Linked DNA regions of Mus musculus: region 1 is linked to region 2. The links are chromatin contacts, called in public HiChIP or PLAC-seq maps. All regions are on one chromosome and are shown on one strand. Each heading gives the region's core, a stretch centred on a gene start, on an enhancer-like site or on the middle of the called end of the contact. The rest is flanking DNA. Distances are from core to core; before and after follow the strand shown. Region 1 overlaps Itpr2 (inositol 1,4,5-triphosphate receptor 2). Region 2 has its middle 11 kb from the start of Gm38927.

Region 1 (6,427 bases), core at 3,142-5,641, 530 kb after region 2:
TAAAAAAAAAAATCCTCCTGTTTTGATGGACACACGCGCATGCTTTGCACCATATTTGCATTTTTTTACAGATAACACAGACTTTAAAACACCGTAGAAATGTGTGACTGGAACTAATGCAAAGGCTGCCCGCTTCCTGCTTAGTGGGGGAGGACATTAGTGGTTGCTCGTCCTGGGTGATGAACACAAACAAACCAAACCCCGCTGCTTGCAAAGTCAAGGACAAATCCACTACATCAATATCATAATGGATTTTATTTAGAAATTGTATTTTATTAAGATGGTAAATACTTAGGTATTTGTATGAACCTACACAGAAATATTCAGATCAATTAAAATATGTTTTCTATATGTTTTTAGTATTCTGTTATTTTTTTTTGGTAACTTCCCCAAATTAAAACAATATAAAGGACATGTACAATTTTTTTAACCTGAAATTTACATCAGGTAATGGTTTCCAAATGTCACTCTCGCCTTGTTATAGGCAAAAGGAAATAACTCCAAATACATATGCAACCGTGATTCTAAATACATGAAATTCTCTCTGAGCCCCTTCACCCCCTCACAGTATGCAGATAAATGGCCACAGGAATGAATGCATTAACAAGAAGCCACAAGAGAGATTCTGGAGATGTCCCCACACCCACACACCCCATCTCTCACAGGGAGCCAAATTCTTGCTAGGTCAGGGAGCATGGGAAAGAAGTATGAGGAGGTAGCCCTGACTGCGGAGAGAAGCCAGCAGGCTGAGAGCGTTCTCTGAGAAGGATCATGTGATCAAGGCCATGAGCCTCGAGACAAGAATTCAACGTGGAAAGGAACTGTCCCTTGGAGTTCATGAAATATGACCGTATGTTTCCAGGAGACTTTTATGTTCTCAAATTTCTTTTTGCAATAGGTGTAGATTATTTCAGGGATCCACAACTGGTCAAAATACAGTGACTGCTTGGCCCTGGGGTGCCCATGTCTGATTAATACAACTACACACATCCCCTATACCTAAGACACAGAAAGTCACAGAAGAGGAGGTGGAAAGATTGTAAGGCCAGAAGACTCTTGAGAGTCTGCTGTGAGACTGTGCCTTTCATGTGTGACCTATGAACTCTAAACAACACAGTTGCCTGAGCAAGATCAGTGTAAGGACAGGTCCAGTTGACATGCAAACTTGAATAAGGGAAATTCCACATGACCCCACCCTCAAGAGAAGAGCTAGAGGTGATATGGTGCCTGCTCCAGGGACCAGGTCCCACACAGGTTGTCCAATACCAAGTGGTCAACACCGGACACAAATGAGGAACACTAAGTGAACTCAGTAGGTTGTGTGTGTGTGTGTGTGTGTGTGTGTGTGTGTGTGTGTATACATATATATATATATATATATATATATATATATATATATATATATATACACATACATACATATATATATATACATACATATATATATACATATATATATATACCTATAATAATGATAGGGGAAATCATGAATTTGGAGGAGAGAGAACTTGGAAGGGGAGAGGGTGAGGCAGATGTAAGATAAATGCAGTCAGTATTTATGTATGAAGTTCTCAAAAAATAATATTATTTTTGAAAAGAAGAATTTTATGTTCCCTAGACCTTGGATTATTCTGTATTTATATTATGAAATAAAAAGTTGGGCACAGCAGTTAATGTGCTCATAACTCACTCAAGGTCCTAAAAGTCCCTGAAATCAAATGCTTTCTGGAAACAATTTACTGCTGTCAGAAAGACTTTGTCCCTGAGACCTGAGACCTTTACCTTATTTCATGAAAACACTGTTTTCAGACATTCTGTGGATCTCAGCCACACTATGTCTTCAGGTTTCCTTTCCCAACTCAGCATGGAATGCCAATTACTGTTAATTAATTAGTGCTATGATAGGTATGTCTTTAAGGCTTTTCCTTGAGGCCATATGTAGTTGATACAAAAGCTAATTATTTTAATCGTTATTTATTATATTTATATAAAAATATAATTTGATATATTAACAAAACAATAAGACATGTAACTGCAAGAATGCCCATGTACAGGTTAGTAGGAAGCTAATTAATTTACTGGTACATTGTGCACTTGAGAGTTCTGGACCAGACTCACATGCCTACCTACTGCAGACAAAAGCAGGTGGAATGGTTCCAAAGTCACCTGAAATTCCAGTCAAAAGTTTTTCCAAGGCAGATTCTACAGATACTCTGACCACACTAGCATTTGGGGATATGTGGTGGATGCCTCAAGGCTGGCCCCTTAATGGTCCCTAACTCCCAGAATTCTCTCTGACAGTGATTATAAAATTGCTTTCAGCCAATCGCACAGAACTGATGGATGTGATGGTGTCTGCTATAATGTCTTAAAGACTCCCTAGCTGAGCCTGGGTCTCTCCCCACTCTCTGGATCCCTCGCCCTTAAGGGGAATCACCTTCCTTTGGAGACCAAAGCTCATCACAGTGAGGAAGGCACAGCAGGAGCTTGAGGCAGCTTTCACTGTGTGCACAGCCAAGATCAGAACAGCAATGCTGTGCTTAGCTCTTTCTCCACTTTACAGTCCCAGATCTCCACCCAGGGGTGGGAGCTGAGGGAAGGCAACAGCCTAGAGTTAAAAATGAGTCTTCCAACATCAATTAACCTATAGGCAGGTTCAGCAATCCATCTCCCCAGCATCTGTCAAGCCACAGCTAACACTAACGTTCACAGGGAGGCAGGCAGTGCCTTGTCTGGAGACAAAGTTGTACTAAACTCTATGAGCAATCTGGGAAGTAGATCTCCTCCCAGTCCACCCTTGAGATGACAGTCACCCACTTAGCACCTTGACAGTCCCTCTGAGAATGCCTCGGAGCAAGCACCACCCCACAGAAGCAACTCTCACACTTAAAACTCACAGGAGCTGAAATAAGTGTATATGTGTCGTTTGTTATGCAGCAAGGCATGACTGATACAAAGAGTTCACCGATGCTGCAACTCAAAACATAACATATGCAAGTTTGGCTCCTTAAGCAACTCACCTGTGCCAGTATATTCTGTTCCCTCATTAGTTTCTGCCGTTCCCGGTTTGGCTTGGTGATGACCACATCCAGAACGTCCTGCCCATTGTTGGTCACATCAGCCACAAAGAAAATGAGGTCTTCCAACAACTTAGTCACAAACCTATCACACACACACACACACAAAAAGATTGTGATAATTTTAGACCATTAAAGATTAAGTCTAAGAACAAAAAGACTAAGAAAACTAAACCCTTTTAAAACATATTTAATCAATAAAATATAATGTCGAATGCAATTGCTACTTGCCTGAACTTTCACAGTATTTCCCACCACCCTCTACTCCAATTCAAACTCTATCAATTATTTTTAAACAGTTATTAAATAAAATCCTGTGAGTCTTAAGGACCAGTGGGCTGGGGAGAGAATATAATTGTGAGTTAATGTCTTCCAAACACTGTTCTTAAAACAACCCTCTGACAGACACCAGGCGATGTCACCCTCTGACACACACGACATAGCAGGTTGGAGAGAGCCTGGAGCCAAGTGTCTCTCTGCTCAGTGTACATTCAGCTTGAACATAAATCTTGGCTCTTGCTGGACAGAACTGGAACTGGTGTTTAGACATGAAAGGCTCAACTTTGTCATGACTCTTGATTATTTCTAAAATAGGTAATAGTTAATGGGACAATTGGAAGAGCATTATTTTATATATTATTCTATAAAATCTTATTTATAAATATTACATTATTAATGTTTTCTATATTATATATTTTATACATATATGTGTATATATTGTATATAGAATATATGTATGTGTTTTATATATACATAATATATAAAAATATACTTATATGTGTATATTTATGATAAGTGAGACCTGGCTGGAATCGTTATTTAGGTCTGATATCGGTTCCCTATCAGAGATGAGTAGCTGTCTGTTCACATACTCCTGAGAAAAGCCATTCAACAGACTTCCTGTCAGATTTAGCAAAGTTAGATAAAATATATATTATGTATTTTAAAAGACGCACGCCTGAAAATAAAAAAGACCACATGGGTCAAGAACAAAGTAAAAGCCCGGAGCAGCAAATGGCGAACGCCTTTAATCCAGCACTCAGGAGGCAGAGGCAGGGGCAGAGGCAGGGGGAGCTCTGAGTTCTAGGCCAGCCTGGTCTACAGAGCAAGAGAGAGTTCCTGGACACCCAGGCTACACAGAGAAAGCCTGTCTCTCGAAAACTGTGAGGACACAAACAGAGGCCCCCTTGCAGGACCTCAGAAATTCAGAGCCCTGCGTGAGCTGCAGCTAGGCAGGCACTGAAGGGACAGGAAGCACACAGAGGGAGCCTCCCTGCCTGTGATCACATGACTCACATGCCTCCCCTTACCAGAGGAGAGGCAACATCACACCTCGGTGTGGCCTGGTAGAGAGAGGGGGCAGGCGTTGGCTGTGCCACAGCAGATAGAAAAATGAATGAGCTCTGAAAGAAAAGGCAATATTGTTCCACCTAAAGGAAGCATGCATAATTAAATCACAAAACACAGAGAAAACTGACATTAGAAAAGACAGCCATCAAGCTAAAACTCAGAAGGTTGATTCATTGCTAGTAAAACCCAAGTAACAAAGCCATTCTAAGTGACATTTAAATGAGTGTGTTGTCAGTCCTCAGCAGATAAAGCAATTACCGCAAGAGAACATAATTTAAAATGGCAGATGTGAATGAAGGGTGGATGGGTGAGGCCAAGAACCAGCAGAAATCTGAGCAATAAAAGTATACAGAAAATTACCCACATGCAATTATAAGGCAATACCAAAGGGACACAGATAACAGCGTACCTAGATTTTAAAAAGCAGATTATAAAGAGAAGAGGAAATTAAAGAGGCCAAGGTCACTATTGAGTACACAGAATTCAAGGACTCCCTGGCACTATGGGAGGGAAGAGGAGGAAGAAAAAAGAGAGGAGGAGAGGGGGGACCAAAAGGGAAGAGGGAAAGAGGGAGGGAGAGGGAGAAAGGAGGGAGGGAAGGATGGGCGCCCAAGGAGGGAAGAGGAACAGAGGGAGGGAGGGGAGGAGGGAGGGACACATCATAGTTTACATGGTGTGTTTATAAGAACCACCACTCAGCTCTGTTCATTGCATAAAGACATGGTGCTCTTCTTAAGGTACTGGATTTGGAAGCAAGTCTAGCATGGTCTCTGGCTGACTGGATAAACACTCTGTGACTTAGCCATGTTCCAGGTCCCTAGCTGCATAAGGAAGTAGGCCTAGCTGCATGAAGAGGTAGGCACAACAGCTTTTACCTATGCAGCGCCCCAGAGCACACACTGCATGGCCAGTGCCTGGCACATATTGAGTAAGCACTAGGTCTCACTGAATTAGCTGCATCTCTGAGGAGCTGTAACAGAGGACCCTCCATGGACAAAGCAGGTCCCTCAGAGACTGCAAGACGTGTGTGCCTTCTCAGGCTCACACAGCAGTTGACACCCCATGTTCCCTCCCTCCCCGTGATGCCCTCCTAAAACTCTGTTTTCTTGGCACAGTCACGCATGATACAACTAGGAAATTCAAATGAAAATATATAAGGCTGAGGAAGATGAAGCCTGACACAGGAGCTGCACCCATGGAGTCACTTCCTGGGGTGACTAAAGGGAAGAGAGAGATCCAACCACACGGACTCCTGGAGGCAGGCCTGCAGTGTTTTTCAAATAAAAAGAATAGCTAATAATAACTGCAGTCTCCGTAGGGGGAAAAGTCAGAGTTGTCAGTTATTCGCAGAATGAATTTTCTATTGAATTCTAAAGTTGAGGGACTAAGAGCCGGTTCACTGCTCTGACTGGCAAGCATGGACTGCATCTGGATGAGGAGTGACATCATCAGAAAATGCAACCTCCCCTTTCTCAGGTGCAAAGGCTTAGCTGTCGTTTCTCACTGAAGCAGCAGAAGGACAGGCAGGGGTTGGGGGGAGTAAAAAGGTGTGATCCGGGGACACTCTGGTCCTCAGTCCTGAGGCCGATCTGGAGGAGCTGGGTTCCCCCTGACAGGAACTGGAGAAAAATGGCCTGTTGGAGGAGGTACCCGGAAGGGCTGAAAACCATGAATGGGACTCTTCACTCGGTAGATACCTCACTTTACCAAAAGTCTCAGAGAAGCATGGAAACTTCCTGTGAACGTGGGAGACAGGCAGAAACAATTCATCGAGACATTCCCATCTGCACAGTGAGATCCATGTCTGCTCTAAGCTGGCTCTGCCCTTCAGTCTTCTGTAGCTATAAGAGTGGCCAGTTTCTGCTTCAGGCCTTGCTTTACTGGCCACCACAGGGTGGGCATAAAGACAGGTGTCAAATGAAGGTTCCACAAGGATGGTAAGAACAGACAGGAAGCTGAGTCCCATTTGACTGCTTGCCAGCATAGCAACAATGTTTAAG
Region 2 (7,005 bases), core at 4,366-6,865:
GCCTAATCCTGTAGAGACTTGATGCTGCAGGCGGGTGGGACACCCTCTCAGAGGCGAAGGGGAAGGAGCATGGAGTGAAGAACTCGAGGAAGGGGTCCGGGAGGGAGGGCACTGTTTACATGTGGGATGTAAACAAAAAGTAATTAATTTAAAAAATTAAATTTAAAAAATGAAGTCACTTGTGAAATAGTTTAGAACATAAAATTCCAAGTAAGTAGAGAATAAAAGCCAATAGGGTAATAATGTTAGATATGAAGATGACAGGAGAGGCTGATTCAAAGCCTGGGGATGGAGTTAAACATACATAATCTATAGGATAAAATTGTGTGTGTTTTAACATTGTCAAATATTATCAAAATGCATTTTCAGAAAGCTACAGAGGAAGAAAGAACAGAAAAACAAGTCTAGAAATATACAAAGAATAAGAAACCTTGGTTTGTGCCCTTCCCTAAAAGGCAGTTTTCTAAGGAACAGTGTCTTGTGAGTCAGAAGGGTCAGAGCACAGCTGGATACCTTAGTCATGGAGGTTTCTCCTTGCTCCCCTCAGCCTGTCCCAGAGGGCCAGCCCCAGCCTAGGTAATCAGAGAGGACACTCTGAGCTCCCTGGGCTGCCAGCTCACAGCTGGAGGCTCCCACCTGACCAGGAGAAACTCCCTGGCCTCCAGCCAGCTGCACTCCCTTTAGCTTATCACCTCCAGATTTAGCCCACACTCCAGTTGGAGGAAAGGACTCTGCAGATCACTCTTCACCAGCACTCGTCCAGGGGCGAGTTAAAGACTAGGCATAACCTTTAGGTTTTAAAAAAATGTGTTTACTCAAAATGTTTATTGCATGTGTCCCCTGCCTCAGCTGTGGAGTGGACTCCAGGAGTGAACCTAGGAGGTCCCTCCTGACACCTGAAAGTCCCACCCAAGGGTGGCAGGCCAAGCTTGAACACCAAGGCTTGGTGCATGGTAATTTGCATGGATATAAACATATCATTAAAATACACATTTAAAGGAAAAAATGTACCCCCCCCCCAAATAATCTAGAAATATACAAAGAGAGAGACCTTGGTCTCTGTCCTTCCCCAGAAGACAGGTTTTGGATGTCAGTGCAAAGCGGACAGGTTGGCTGGACACAGTGGGTGACCTTTCCCTGTGCTGCTGGAGGGAGAGTAGTGAGGAGGACTCATATTGGATGAGGGATGACGATGAGGGATGGGAGACTGTGCCCAATGCCCAGACTCTCTCTACAGCATGAGTGGGCTTCTAACAGTGAGAGGCAGAGCTAAGCAGAGGTCCTGAGAAGAGTGAGGAGAAAGACCCGGGCGGGCAGGTTATTAAAGACCTGGAGCTGGAGCTGAGGTCAAGCAGTCAGACTCTTGACAGGCGGCAGACAGGGTGGAGGAGACAAACAGAGGTATAAGAAGTCCCAGCCAGCACACTGACAGAATGGACATATACACAATTAATCATGCGTCTCTCGGAGTCTCAACGCGACAGGAGTTCACTGCACTTTTAAGAACGGCTTCCTTCAGGAACGCCTGGGGTTAAATACTCAAAATCTCCAGGCAGGCACCATATTTTTCTCCTTGAATACAGAGATCTCCTCCTTCCTTCTCCTGGCAGAACTACAGGTTTACAGTCACATTTCGTCTGTGAGGCAGGTTCTCAAGTTGGTTGAAACGGTTGGTGACAACCGCAGAAGTAGGCGCACACATGATCTAAATTTCAGTTTGGCCCAGGGAAAAGTACACGGTCTCCCGGCACCAGCTGAAACAGCACCTGAGCTGCCATCGCTTGAGACGCTGGGCTGCTGTTCTTGACATTTTCTAGGTCAACATTACTCACTTACACGAGCTGAGACTCTCTAAAGTCAGAGGTCATTCCAGGGAAGGAAAAGGCAGAAGCAACATGGCTTTGAGTCACAGGTGAGCAGACGTCTATAGTTGCAAAGCCCCAGCTGAAAAGCAGGTAGCCAGCGTTGGCAGTGAGGAGCCAGAGCTGCTGGCATGTGCAGCAGCTGAAGTGGCCACCTACAAGACATTGCCTGGGTCATCTGAGAAGGAAGACTTTTAAAAATTATCCAAAAAATAATGTGTATGCTTGCATGTAGGGAGAGGTGTGTGATGTGTCCATGCTTACTCATGGGGGCCAAAAGAGGGCATGTGGAGCTGAAGTTATAGGCTCCTGTGTGCTGTCCCACATAGGTGCTGGGAACAGAACTGGGGTCTACTGATAAGAGTAGCACTATTTCACCAGCCCCTGAAGCGGTCTGGGTTCTTTCATTCTCAGACCCCAGGTCTGTGTGAGAATCCCATAGGAGCAGAATGGGGAAGAGAAGCCACAGAGAAACTTCCTACCAGTCCTTGGGATATGGCTTTAAGTTATAAGTTAAGGCAGAATGGCAGACGATAATATGGTTCACTCCTTCTACACACCGGGACCTGCAACAAGATGTTAATCACTAAGATGGGGATTTAAAAGTAAGGGCTAAGCACAAAGCAGACAGTGTGTTGGGGTTTTGACTGAGACAGTTATGCAAGCGTGCACAGATGAGGTGCGGTTTCTGCCGAGTCTTGTAGCATGAGTGGGAGGCCTCTGAGTGGAAATTATTCTATCAATGACAAAATTCAAAGCTTGAGGGACAAGTGCTATCGACATGTGACTTGGGCATCAAGTACACCCATCTTTCAGCTGGAGAAAGAGGAGAGAGAACGAAATGGATTAGGACCCAGTCTGCTTGTCGAACTAAGGGCCAGTGGCCCACAAATCCTAGGCAATCTGAGAGTAAAGTTTCACACAGAACTATAGGGGCTTTGGGCAATTTTTCAGAAACGGCTTGATTGTGCAGTTTGTGACCACTAACTCTGTAGACATCAGTGTTGCAAGGTCAAAGGTTAGACACACCTGGAAGACCTCATACCCTAGGGAGTCCCTTCTCTTTGGAATTTAGTGATGCTGGTTGTAGTGGGTTGACAGGACTGGGTAAAAGACACAGGAGAGTCTTGAGACAGTCTAGGAGAGGGATGACAAGGGTTTGAAGGACAGTGGTTGTGGGATCAGGGAGTGTTTGGCTGTCAACAGTCCTCCATTAAGTACCTGCCAAGTGCCAGGCCTTGTGGCAGGTTCTGAGATCCACCAATAAATGAGGGCAAAAGTTGCAACCCCTGGCCAGCCAATCAGAGCGGCTACAGCTGTGCATGTCCCCAGAGGTCACATCCAGGTCCCTCTAATCCATAAGGGATCAGGGTCCACATGAGCAGTGAGGTACAGCTTTTCAGGGACCCTGTCCTCTGCTTAAATATGACAGGTATCCTCAGAGGTAAGCAGGGCAGAGAAACTTCTTTCAGTTTCAACTTTATAGAATTTCGTTAAGTTTTCGGTGAGTTTTCACATAAACATCGCTTGGACAAGGGTGAACAGATGTTGGTTGTGCATGTTGGGGCTTGGGGAGGTTGCCACCAAGTCTGCGCACCCGAGTCTGTTCCTGGACCCACATGGGAGAGGAACTGAGTCCCGTAACTGTCCTCTGACCTCCCCAGGTGCACGAACACGCACTAAGCACAAAACATCCTGTTGCTGTGTGTGAAGGTTTTCTTCTTTCTTCCTTCCGGCCAGATCCTTTATCCCCCAACTCTACCCTGCCCTTCTTTTTGAGACAGGGCCTAACTCTGTAACCCTCTCCAGCAGGGAACTCTGTGTAGCTTAGGCTGACCTCAAACTTGCAACAACACTCTTGCCTCTGGTATCCAAGAGCTGTTTGCCTAAGTGACTTTACGTCTTGTCCATGTTTAGTTGAGGCGCTGGGGATTAAACCTAGGATACCTTGCATTTCAGGACACAAGGCCAGTGCTTTACCACTGAGCTAAATCCAAAGGACCTATATGAAGTTTCTTAATGCTTTAATGCACACCCAAAGTTATAGGAAACCTCTCACCTTCTTTATCACACTGTCTCTTTCATTTGCAGGTATGAATGCTGGCGGCTTCTGTCTCCTTCCCTAACTTCTTGACCTCCCCGCATCTTTATTATTGAGCAACACGGCAGGCTGATGGCTTCACATAGAAAAGGAAGCAAAGGGTAGTGCAGGGGAAATTAATCCCTCATACTGAATGAGTTTTGAGTTTAGTGCTGTTGTTTCTGGAGGCAATCTGACTGAAATGGTTGCCTGTTCATTCATTCATCCACCACACACTATGAATGGGGATCAATACATACTTATAAAAGACAGTTACACCCTGGGGAGCACAGGCCGTGTTCAAGGTGATCCAGGCTAGGAAGAAAAGCAAGCTTAAGTCCCGGCTCGGCTGGTTTACTTGTCTGCTGCAGCTTAAGAAAGGTCCAGGCAGAGTGGCATTTGAATAAAAACAGAAGGCAGGGAAGATGTTAAATGTATGTGCTTTGGTGAGAGAGGGCAGAGGTGTGTGTGGCAGGCCAAAGAACTGGCAAGTGGAGACTCTGTGGGCAGGAGATGTCCTCAGGCACAGGCAGGACAGAGGGGAGACAAGGCAGCCAGGGCCAGAGCATGGATGGAGTAGCTAGACAGACTGCACCATCGGCTTGTCGTCTTCATAAGAGTCAGGTTAAAAAAAAATCGCAGGCAGACAGAGGGCATGGCTACTAACTGGCAAAAATAGCAATTGATTGGCAAAGCCAGGAAACCTGAGGGACTCAGCTGTCAACACCAGGAGGGATCAGGTTTGTATGGGTCAGGACTGTGTCTGACACCGGAATTAAACATGTTCGCTGACTCAAGGTTAGAAAGCCTCTGTGGTTTTACTACTTCATGTTAACCATTTTAGGCCAGCAGCTTAAGAGGGGTGGGGGGTTTTCAAATTCAACTACAGAAAATCATGCATATAGATCATTAAAAGCAAACTCCAAGCCCCCTGCTTTGTTAATGTCTGTCTCTAGGGTGGCAATCTTGTGTCCTTCAGACTACAGCAGTACCTGACTTGTCCAGATAGCACTATTACCTGAGATCATTTCCCATCACATGACTGAATCCTAATTTGCAAGGGGGTGATGATGTTAAAATAGCTTTGCAGCATCCTGGGGAGGGTTATATAAAATGCATTAACCCTCCCCCCAACACCTCCAATTCATTCATTTTGGAGCATTTATAAATGTGTTGCAGGAAATGTTATACAACCAAAGAATATGGTCACTTCAAAAGGCCAAAGTCTGAGAGCAGACAATTTTTCTTGGAGGGATTGTTAAATAACTCTATAATTTAAACAAAACAAAATAACCCCTCCTTTAGCCCGAGTTTATTTACCCATCAGTCAAAATGCACTAATTATACCCCCCAACTCCCTCATTAGGAGGAATCTGCCTTACTAATCTGCACGTGAGGCCCGGTTCAAGGGATGCCCAGGCTGCAGGATTTACTCCAGGTTCCGCCAGCCAGGAAGGCTGAAAAACTGCAGCGTCATCAGCTGCAGAAGCCTGAGTCTCAAAGGCCCGCGCAAGCGCACTGGGCCCCGCCCCGCCCCCATCTCACGTGCGGCTCAGCGTGCGCAGTGACACGTGTGAAAGCACGCGACCTTTCAAGGCCCACAGAGCCCGCTGTACTGTGAATCCGGGGTGGGGGACTGGGGGGGGGGGGATGACATCATCTCCAGCCTTGTCGCTAGGCAACCTGAGAAGGCGTCTCCCTGCCCAGACAAGCTCCTTGCTGCTCCAAAGGCTGAGACCATTGTGCTCTTTCTGACCAGCTTTCCAATGAATGAGCAAACCCAGCGCTCAGCAGTGTGGTATTACACTCAGTGTGTCTGCAGAGAACCTACGGGTGTGAGCTCATACAATTAGGTGTCTCTGTCAGGTCACGTGAAGTTTACACAGCTGCTTTATAGTATTGCTCCAGATGGTTCAGGCATGAAAATGGAGCCCTGCCCCTCACCTCCACCTCCACCTCCACCTCCACCCCCTAGTTATCCTATTGTATCTGGAGTCTGGGTAACGCCTTGGTTTCGGAGGGTTTCTGATGCACAGAGCAACTCAGGCCTCTGAGAGGGGGGTTCAGGCAGAGCTACTACTGTTGGGCCCTGTGAGGCACTGGGTAGCCACACGGGGAGGTAGATTTTTACCACGGGACTGCATGAGGACCACGTCTGTTCCTAAGGAAATCGGCCTGGAATGGAAAGGGCCTGGAAATCAAACCCCAGCTAAAGTTCACCCAAAATACCCTATATAAAAACTGCAGGGGGCTGGTAAGTGACCAGTGCTTGCCTAGGGTAACTCAGGCTCAGAGCTCAATCCTCATCACCTCAAAGACAGACAGACAGACAGACATATTATGCTGATGGGATGTATGTAACAGGAGTAGGCATGTTTAACATTTTAGCCAAGTAGTTCAGCAGTTTTAGTCTTATGGGAGTTTGAATCCAGCCTACATTAGAATAACAAGATAACAAACATCAAAAAAACAAGCAGCCACACAACGGTATACAAATGGTATATGTGCTCTTAACTCGGGGTTCAGTTCCCAACCCTCAGGCTGGGTGGCTCACAACCACCCATAACTCCAGCTCCAGGGGATCCAGTGCCCTTTTCTGGCCCTCTGGGGGCACTGCGTACACGCGCGCATACACACACACACACACACACACACACACACACAGCGAGAAAACAAAAAGTCAAGTCTTTCTTATCTTTCCCACGGGCTCAAATCCTTTCCCCAGTTCTAAATTGTTTAGTTCCGGATCCCTTTAGTCAGAAAGCTCTTTAGCAGAGTGAGGGCCGCAGGGGCAGAGGGGGACAAACAGGAGCCAGATCATGTGTAAATTCGAAAACCCTCAGGCGCACATTTCTGGGTGCCTCCAAAGTGAGGGGGCAAGAGAATGGAGGACTGTTAAGGACTTCAGAACTGATTTCTTAAGAGTTCCATCTCATGGGTTGGTTTTTTTTTTTTTTTTTTTTTTTTTTTTGAAAAAGTAGTCCTTAGAATGCCTGTCTTCTCTTCTGTCACTGAGTGAGAACTGGTCACCTTCACAGAAGAGACAGAAGTCACCATGGGGTA

Evidence for each region. HiChIP or PLAC-seq counts read pairs in DNA pulled down with a chosen protein or histone mark.
Region 1: a contact with region 2 is called in an H3K4me3 HiChIP or PLAC-seq map of embryonic midbrain, with 4 times the contacts expected there. The contact joins two enhancer-like sites. A contact is called at or near these places in 4 of 39 promoter capture datasets (the HPC-7 cell line, hematopoietic stem and progenitor cells and liver), 10 of 115 datasets of contacts at active chromatin or transcription factors (the 230-238 cell line, craniofacial prominence, embryonic basal ganglia and 6 more) and 1 of 9 other capture datasets (embryonic trunk).

The regions. Positions count from the first base shown.
Region 1 is chr6:146,382,855-146,389,281 of GRCm38.p6, forward strand. Itpr2 (inositol 1,4,5-triphosphate receptor 2) reads right to left here. Exons shown (of 57, transcript NM_019923.4): 14 at 3,021-3,162. Among named protein-coding and RNA genes, the nearest start is that of Itpr2, 120 kb to the right of the region's middle. Within about 2 kb of position 4,392, at least 25 of the 459 cell types and tissues checked have an H3K27ac peak or open chromatin away from gene starts, as enhancers often do. A contact at or near this core is called in embryonic basal ganglia, where this site is marked.
Region 2 is chr6:145,850,381-145,857,385 of GRCm38.p6, forward strand. No RefSeq gene overlaps it. Among named protein-coding and RNA genes, the nearest start is that of Gm38927, 11 kb to the left of the region's middle. RefSeq lists an enhancer at 4,666-6,666. Within about 2 kb of position 5,616, at least 277 of the 459 cell types and tissues checked have an H3K27ac peak or open chromatin away from gene starts, as enhancers often do. A contact at or near this core is called in embryonic basal ganglia, where this site is marked.